Linked DNA regions of Mus musculus: all the other regions are linked to region 2. A link is a contact called in public Hi-C and HiChIP or PLAC-seq data. All regions are on one chromosome and are shown on one strand. Each heading gives the region's core, a stretch centred on a gene start, on an enhancer-like site or on the middle of the called end of the contact. The rest is flanking DNA. Distances are from core to core; before and after follow the strand shown. Region 1 has its middle 76 kb from the start of 1700061I17Rik. Region 2 has its middle 44 kb from the start of Frrs1. Region 3 has its middle 33 kb from the start of 1700061I17Rik.

Evidence for each region. Hi-C and Micro-C count contacts between places; a contact is called where the count stands out from the background. HiChIP or PLAC-seq counts read pairs in DNA pulled down with a chosen protein or histone mark.
Region 1: a contact with region 2 is called in a Hi-C map of cortical neurons, with 4 times the contacts expected there. The contact joins two enhancer-like sites. A contact is called at or near these places in 9 of 484 Hi-C or Micro-C datasets (Sertoli cells, cerebellar granule neurons, cerebellum and 6 more) and 1 of 115 datasets of contacts at active chromatin or transcription factors (neural progenitor cells).
Region 3: a contact with region 2 is called in an H3K27ac HiChIP or PLAC-seq map of heart atrium, with 6 times the contacts expected there. The contact joins two enhancer-like sites. A contact is called at or near these places in 13 of 484 Hi-C or Micro-C datasets (the AML12 cell line, the C2C12 cell line, the G1E-ER4 cell line and 8 more), 2 of 115 datasets of contacts at active chromatin or transcription factors (embryonic stem cells and heart atrium) and 3 of 9 other capture datasets (adipose tissue, embryonic stem cells and pancreatic islet).

What each region holds. Positions count from the first base shown.
Region 1 is chr3:117,152,579-117,155,278 of GRCm38.p6, reverse strand. No RefSeq gene overlaps it. Among named protein-coding and RNA genes, the nearest start is that of 1700061I17Rik, 76 kb to the right of the region's middle. Within about 2 kb of position 1,283, at least 28 of the 459 cell types and tissues checked have an H3K27ac peak or open chromatin away from gene starts, as enhancers often do. A contact at or near this core is called in cortical neurons and forebrain, where this site is marked.
Region 2 is chr3:116,904,681-116,907,380 of GRCm38.p6, reverse strand. It overlaps a transcript of Frrs1 not described here. Among named protein-coding and RNA genes, the nearest start is that of Frrs1, 44 kb to the right of the region's middle. Within about 2 kb of position 1,265, at least 102 of the 459 cell types and tissues checked have an H3K27ac peak or open chromatin away from gene starts, as enhancers often do. A contact at or near this core is called in adipose tissue, cortical neurons, forebrain and 1 more, where this site is marked.
Region 3 is chr3:117,043,301-117,046,000 of GRCm38.p6, reverse strand. No RefSeq gene overlaps it. Among named protein-coding and RNA genes, the nearest start is that of 1700061I17Rik, 33 kb to the left of the region's middle. Within about 2 kb of position 1,445, at least 26 of the 459 cell types and tissues checked have an H3K27ac peak or open chromatin away from gene starts, as enhancers often do. A contact at or near this core is called in adipose tissue and heart atrium, where this site is marked.

The sequences.
Region 1 (2,700 bases), core at 34-2,533, 250 kb before region 2:
ATGGGACTTCTTAGTCTCCTATGTTTAGCTTAGGATTCCACTGCAAAGAGGAATTGACCTGTGACTTACAGACCTGAGCATGTAAATCGACACATGGTAACATTTTCCATTTTTCTTTGAGTTACAGGATTCTTCAATGCTTTGAAGCAAAACAGAGCAGAAAATCCCCTTATAGATTTCTCCATGTCCTGCTGCTTGTGTCTTTGCGTTGATGCCTTATACGAAGTTGTTATTCAAGGGTAACTTCCCATTTCAATTCTCTGGGACCCTTCGTGCAGAACAGTAACCAACTTATAGTTCAAGTCTATCTCATGTGATGGAGAAATGCTATGGCATGAAATGTAATATTTGCAACTGGCCATTATTCATTGTCAGACACCATTACAGAGAACCTGTCACATCTTGGCCCCTTGACTGAATGTTGGGGTACAGTGAGAAACAAACATATCTCTCCCATGGTGCTTACAGATTAATATTCCAATTCAGCTTTAGTTATATATATATGTTGTATAAGTATGTGATAAGATCATATGATGTTTCAAGTTATATCATTTTCTTACCCTCAGACTAAATGACTTTCCTTGTACAGCCACATTTAGACAAGATGTCTTTCTTTTCCCCTATATTCTATTACAGGAATACAATGTATATTATGTATATAATAACTATATATGTCACATGTAACTATATATAGTTAGCTATATATAGTTATATATGTCATATATAGTTATATATACATGTATAATGTATGTATATAGTTATATATATTTAATATATAGTTATGTATATCTAACTATATGTATGTATATATAGTTATATTCATACATATTCAAATAAAAACTACATTCTCCAAAGCTGCTCAATTCTAGTCTTACTTCAGCTACCAATTGGGCTTAGTTACCAAAATGCAAAACATCTCATACACCAGCTGTAATTAATTGGCATTGGGATTTGAGATCTTACAGATATTTCGGGTGAGGACATCAAGACTAGATATTTTTGGGAATGAAGTTAATCATAAAATCTATTAATAGTACCTTCCATAAGTTTAAGACAGGGGAGAATGTCAGCTATGCCCACTTATTTACACCTCCTGGAAACAAATGGAAATGTCAGAAGGAGGAATTACCCCAGAGTTACAAAACAAGCAAGGGCAAAGACATAGAGATGTATAAAAGCAAGAGGAAATAGGGAAACAGAATATAGGCTGGGAGAAGATATCAGGAAAAAAATGAGCAATAGAAATTTGGGTGGAGACTATGCAGTATCTTGAATGTCCAACATCCATGGCAGATGATTCATCTCTGGTCCTTTTCAGGGATCCTGACCACAATCAGCAACTCCACTCATGCTCCCTGCTGCTAATTCTTTTCTAAAAATAACTTTTTCTTCTAAACTTCTCACTAACTAAAGCATCTGTTCACACATAAGTCATCTCATTATCATTATCTCTAAGCTTAACATTTTTAAAATTCAACTCTAAATTTAATGGGCTTTTTCTTCAGTTACAGAGAAGAAAATAGTAAAATAATGAATAACACGGGGTCAGTCAAATATTTAGATCACTAACATAAATTCCAGCCAAACTACTTATAAGGACAAGGCTAAAATAGACACCATGTGTTTCTCTCACTCGGGGTGAAGGTGAATATGTTTAATTCACAACAGACAGGAAAATATTAGGTATGCCCACTTTGCAGAAATGTATTCTATGAAAAGTCAGTTGTCATTTTTTTTGTAACATTAATCCCCTAATATTCCCTAAATGGTTCTGCCCTCTAAATGGCTCCTTTTCTCTCAGCCAGCATGCATGTGTGTGGACACATGTGTGTGTGGACAGAGGGGAAGTGAGAATAGGGCAAAAGTGGAATGAAGCTATGATGCTATGATGCTTCCAGTGAGCAATGTACTGCAGGCTTGTGTCATTGTTGGCACAGTAAAATTACCTAATGTACTGAAATGACAAATCATTTCGTGCTTCAATTTTATGCAAACTGCCTGTGCTTTGAAAGACATACTCTGCAGGAAGGGGGCCTACATGGAGTACTTTAAATTGAATAGCAAATGAAAAGGGAAACTGGAGGGAAAAAAAAACTGTTTTGTCAAATATCTTCAAAATAGACCAGCCGAATGGAATGTTTATCTGTCTCTGCCACCTTGTGGCAAATACACATAATAGTTATTGCAAATCCAGTTTCAGGAAACTAAGCATTGCAGAATGACTGAGCATAAACACACTACAATGGGGAAATATAGATCACTTTTTATAGTTACTAACAAAATAATTGTAGTCACTGTGTGAACTTAGTGCAATGTCTGTGGCTTGGTTTAGGAGTGGTCGGAAAAGGGTGGTCATAAGCACACAATACTGAATGGCTCAGGCAGAAATGGGATAACTTTTGTTTTAGGCCTTTAAACCCGTGTAATGGTGATTATCTGTGTTTTACCCAGAGACTGTACAGGATTTTATGATATACGCCATTCAAACGGAATGACGACTATTTACCGAAGACAACTTGTATGTCAGATACTAGATTTGCTCTTGGGAAGAAACTAATAAGCAGAATCAACAAAGATGTTGCTTGCATGGAGTATATGATATCCATTTTGGGGTCCGCTGTGGTTCCATGTCCTCCACTTCCTCCCTCTTAGGCATCGATGCACACCAGACTGAAAAGAGGAAGCAGAGTCCAGAATAGA
Region 2 (2,700 bases), core at 16-2,515:
GTTTAACATCGTCATCAAGTGGCAAAGACCTTACCAGCAACATGTACAAAGCGAGCACCTTTGGCTGGTATCATTTCACTCAGAAGTTTAGTGGGATAGATTGTTGAAGATGACAAAGAGGACTCTTAGGAGACAGATGCCATTGCCACAAACATGGAATTCAGAAGTAACTGTGGCTACTCGGGCCTCCCAGCTCCTGGGCCTTTCTAACTTACAGTAGTATCTGCCTCCCTTCCCATCACCCACTTACAAAGATGGATCAGTGCCGGGAACAGGACAAGGAGGAACCAGGAAGATGAAAGGAAAGAAAGCATGAATCTGGTTCTGGCTAGGATGAGAATGGAAAGGTTAGCACCCACAACGCTGTGGGCCTAGGAATGAGTATGGCCGGGGTTAGACAAGGAAGGAAGGACATGGGAGCTTTGAGAAGGCTGATCCAGTTCATAAAGAACATAAAAGAACCGTTTCTCCAGTTGCATTAATAATGGATTATCTTGAACAAGGCCCTTTGTTCCCCATTTCCCCCTGCTTCAGTAGAATACATAGATAAACAGAGTTAGAGCCAAGAGCCACACGGCCCCCACGGCTTCCCAGTTGGCATCTGCTGCGCTGTCCTTCCCACAGCCTCCTGGGCTGGTGCCGGATCCGGGAAGGATGAGTTATCATCTAACCTACAGCCCCAGATCCTCACACAAATTGAGTAGTACTAACAAGAGTGTGATTCACGTAGTCAATAAAGGTATAGGCCATCTGTGCCCTGGCTTGACCTCCGCAGACCAGAAGCTAACAAAACCAAAACAGACTCAGTTTCTGCATGCTAACTTAACCATGATTTTCCAGACTATTTCTTTTATCCTGTGAAAAATATATTAATCTCTATTCTGCAGAGTATCCCTTCTTTAAGAGAACATGATTTCACTGTTTTTGACAATATGCCTAGACACAGAAAAAAATCATTTAGTTTAACAATTGCTGTTTTTAAAAAAGTATATGAATACTTTTTTCAAAAAAAAAAAAAAACCTAGGTTGTTTATTACAAAAATGAGAAACACACGGAGCAGACGAGCCGTGACGTGTTCGTTCCTAAGGGAAACGGGCATGCTAAGATTAAGTGGCACGGGTTTCCTTGCACACTTTGATGGAGGAGTAAACCCGAGCAAATACCACTCCGTAAAAAAGATGCTGTGCAGGAACTCACAGCCGGTCAAAGCATCTGTGCAGTGATGAGTCACGAGTCCGGCATCTATATCACACCCTTTCCCAAAGCCCGGGGACCGCGTCAGAGGAGACGCAGAGCCTGTAAGAGCGCCAGAGGCTGGAAAGAAAGGCACAGGGTGGAAACTGTTTCGGGAGCTGGCAGGATCTCTTCACTGTGAGCTCACAGCCACTGTGGCTGCCTGCGTAACGCCTGGGCAAGGCCAAGCTAATCCACATTCTAGCGTGGAGTGGGAAGGGGTCTCTAACCCCACCCCTACCTGAGGACCTAAGGACAGTTGATGGCTTCTCATGGGAGTGAGTCCATTTTCTTTGGGAGGGTGTGGCTTGGAAAAAATTGACCTTGCTCCTTGGAGGACAGCCGGAAACCCAGAGAGTGTAGACAGCATAAATTGTTTTTAAAAAATAATGATAATATGGCATACAGTTTGGAATTAGGGAAGTTAGGGGAGGTGTGGGTGGAACTGAGGTGAATATGATCAAAATACATTATATGAAACTCTTTTTTCTCTTTATGGTTGTCTTTTTCCAAGACAGGGCTTCTGTGTGTAACAGCCCTGGCTGTCCTGAAACTCTCTTATAGACCAGATTGGCCTTGAACACACAGAGATCCTCCTGCCTCTGCCTCCCAAGATCTGGGATCCACACCCAGCTGTCCGTTATGTAAAATCCTTTTTCTTCAATTTAATTTATGTATTTACATCCCAAATGCTGCTCCCCCCCCCCAAGCCTCTCCTCACAGGGTTCCTCCTCTCATCCCATCTCCCCTTCACCTCTGAGAGGGTACACCTCCATCTTAAAGGACTAATAAAAAAAATTTTTCTTTTGAAAAATGCATTATATTGCCCTTGGCATCAGAAGTCCAGCAAGTTCACCTATCTGCAAACTGTACCTAAGCAAACCTTAACAAAAAAGGTGGAAACCCTTTCCTGAAAAGAACTTTTCCTTGTCTGTTATTGAACAGGACTGGTTAAGACATATGTTTTAGCCTTTAGTGGCTTACAATGGAAAACTGAAAGAAATTTTTTTCATATAGATTTAAATTGTTGCTGTGTCATTTCTCCAGTGTGAGGATGGAGGCATGGCTTCACACACTCTGCTCAAGCACGGTGCCACTGAGCCACATCTCCAGACCTTTTTCTTTTGAAATAAATTCATTCTCAAGGGATAGTATAAACCGTAATGTGCCATTCATTGACCATGAGCACAGGAAATTCCTACCTGAACCCTGTGCTATTTTTAGCTAAAATCTATGTAGAGAAAATCAGAACGTTTTCACTTTATTGGTTAGAAATAAAAGCATGGAGCTGGGGTCATTACTCAGAGATGAAGATGGGGTTCTGGGGCCAAGCAGAAATGATATCATCAGCTGAAAAAGTATCTGAAAAATAAAATATATTCTACCAATTATTTTGCTTGTTTCCTTTGCCTAAGAAAATTATCTTCATTTGCAGCAGGGTCAGAAGGATACAAAAGAAAATATCA
Region 3 (2,700 bases), core at 196-2,695, 140 kb before region 2:
TTTATTCTTAAAAAAAAAAAAACCCTATGTAAATATTCATACCATAGTGTTTTAGAACAACCATACAACTTTCTGGAGTTTGGAAAAATCATCTCAGAACCACCAACATGCTGCACAAGTCTGAGCTTTTCTGCCACACCCAGTGGAGTGGCAGAAATGATTAAATAAAAATAACATTCCTTCAGTCTGAAAATTATCAGTCTCCTGCACACACCAGAAGTTTCCCATGAGACCGTCTTTACTTGCTCTCTACATGTGACAGGTCCAAGTGTAAGTTTTTCTTGACAAAGGTTTTTCAGGTGTCCTCTGACCCCAGATAGATGTGACATTAGCAAAACCAAAGGCATCTACAAGGGAAAGACTATGCCCCGGTGTGCTGTCACAAACAACTTTCCCTTCTCACTGTATGTATAGTCACCAAGTCTGAGCCACCCCATGGTGGCAGCTGGGAGGCTTTTCTATGTATTCCTCAGCAATGAGCTGAGGGGGAGCATCTTCCAATACCCACAAAATGAAATGTAAAATCCTTTCTTTTTTCACAGAAGAATTACTAGGAAATTGGAATACTTTAGTGAAATACTACCAAAAAAAAAAAAAATGGATTTCATTGAACCAGACAGCATAGACTGACTGTAATTACTGCTTCTAAATAACAATGGCCCTGTTTTCTCCCTCAACTGAGAGCCAATAACCTCAATGTTTTCACATCATTGGACATGTTTTGTCTTCCATCATCTACTTCGGACACAAGGTTGAAGATCTTCTTGTGAGTGTTCACCACAACTTCATTTCATCTCTTGCGAGTGGGTCATGACCTACCCCACCCCAGCACTATTCTTCCCTAAGGACCAATTCCAAGGAAGAGCTATCTTCTTGCATTTATCAGCCTTTTGTTCTGTTTTCCCCTCAATCACTAGGATACGATGAAGTCATCTGGTTAAACAGGTTTCTTTTTTTCACAATCAAGAAAAGCTAAGCCACCCCCTTCCATAATAACAGTCACTGTATGTGGCAGTTGCTAAGCAATCTATTATTCAATATGTGATTTATGAAACCGACCCTGAATGTAATAGATCATGGCCATGTTCTCGTGACATAGTCAGTGGTACAAATAAGTGTGAAGGCTGGGAAACCTAAAATACTTAACTTTGATAATATAGTTGCCACCAGGGAATTTACCATTTGAAATAGAGTTTACTCTAAGCACAGGGTAGTTAGCATAAAGTAGAATATTTTATGTGGTGGTTTTTGAAGTGCAAGCCTGCCTACTAATTGTTTATATCCAAACTGCTTTTTCCCTCTTTGGTCTCTGCCTTAATAATATCAGTTCAAACCATGCTGAAAGATTGGCAGATATACAGATAATTGGGCAGTCCCATAGCCTTTGAAGGTTATGATTCAGCCAGGTAGAACCCACCCTGTCTCAGATGCAGAGGCTGCAAGCTTTGGCATGTCATCCTGTGCATGTGTGCCAGCCTCTGCACAGTGTGTTTTGAAAGCACTTCCTCCAACCGCCCCTGAACTGGCAGAATGGGCCTCCTATGAATCAATTTTTCCATTCTCTTAGCCCTGCTTAAGCACTATATTCTGTTGTCTGTCAACATTCTATTCCAGCCCAGATCCTGTCATTGGCTTTCTGAGAAGTCTGGGAGGTGTCAGGCAAGAAGCCTGTCAGTAAGCATTTGGTCCTTTCCCCGAGTCTCTAGGAGCATCCCACCAACTTTGGTTAGAAATAGAGCGGAAGGCATATGATCGTGTGATTTGTTTAGACCAGTTCTTTTACTGAATGTATATTGGATACTTCACATATCCTGGGCACATGTAACATGTAGCCAGACGTTCTTATGGTTCTATTGAAGCTAGATGTTCATCCCTTCCTGGACATAGCACGGTCGATTCATTGATTCATTTCATGATATTTGATCCATTTGAACAAAGAAATATTTTTTCCAACATCTTCAAAACAGCAGCAGCAAAAGTAAAATGTATACTTTTTTCTTTTGTTTAATTCTGTGTAGAATATTTGGGATGCTACAGAGGTAGTATGACATCTCTCTTCAAGGTACTGAGTTATTGTAAGGATTCAAGAAAACTACCAGAGCCATGTGAGGAAAAAACAACAAGTTAGAAATTAGATATCATGGTAAATATCTCAGTAATGCAAGAGATGGAAGTTTCAAGAAAGAGACATGACTGAAATGGAGAGATTAAGAGAGTAAGTTCATGAAAGAGATTGACTTAAAAGGTGAATTTATAGTTCTTGGCTTTGGACAAAAATCCAGGAAACAGGACAGTCAAATGCATAACAATGAATTTTCATGTTTCCAAGGGACAGCTGAATCAGAATTATGTTTTGACAAAGATTATATTTACGATGGTATCGGTAAGAGTTCCGTGCGATACATGTTATCTGTGTGTCATGACATTACTATCAATGGCATCCAATCAGAGAAAGAGAACACTAACGCTGTCTGAGGGCACCAGCCTCACTGGCTCTGCAAGTGTCTGCGGGAGCCTGGTGGTGAAGGTTGTGGACTCCTGTGAGGTGTAAGGAGCAGCTCCATATTGTCTGAAGTAGCAGCAGAACTTAAACCCTGGCCTTGGGGAATAAGCTGTCAAGAAAATCTCTTAAATTACTTGAGGAAACACTCATTTATATTCCTGTATTGGGAACTTATCTCTCATTATGACAAAATATCT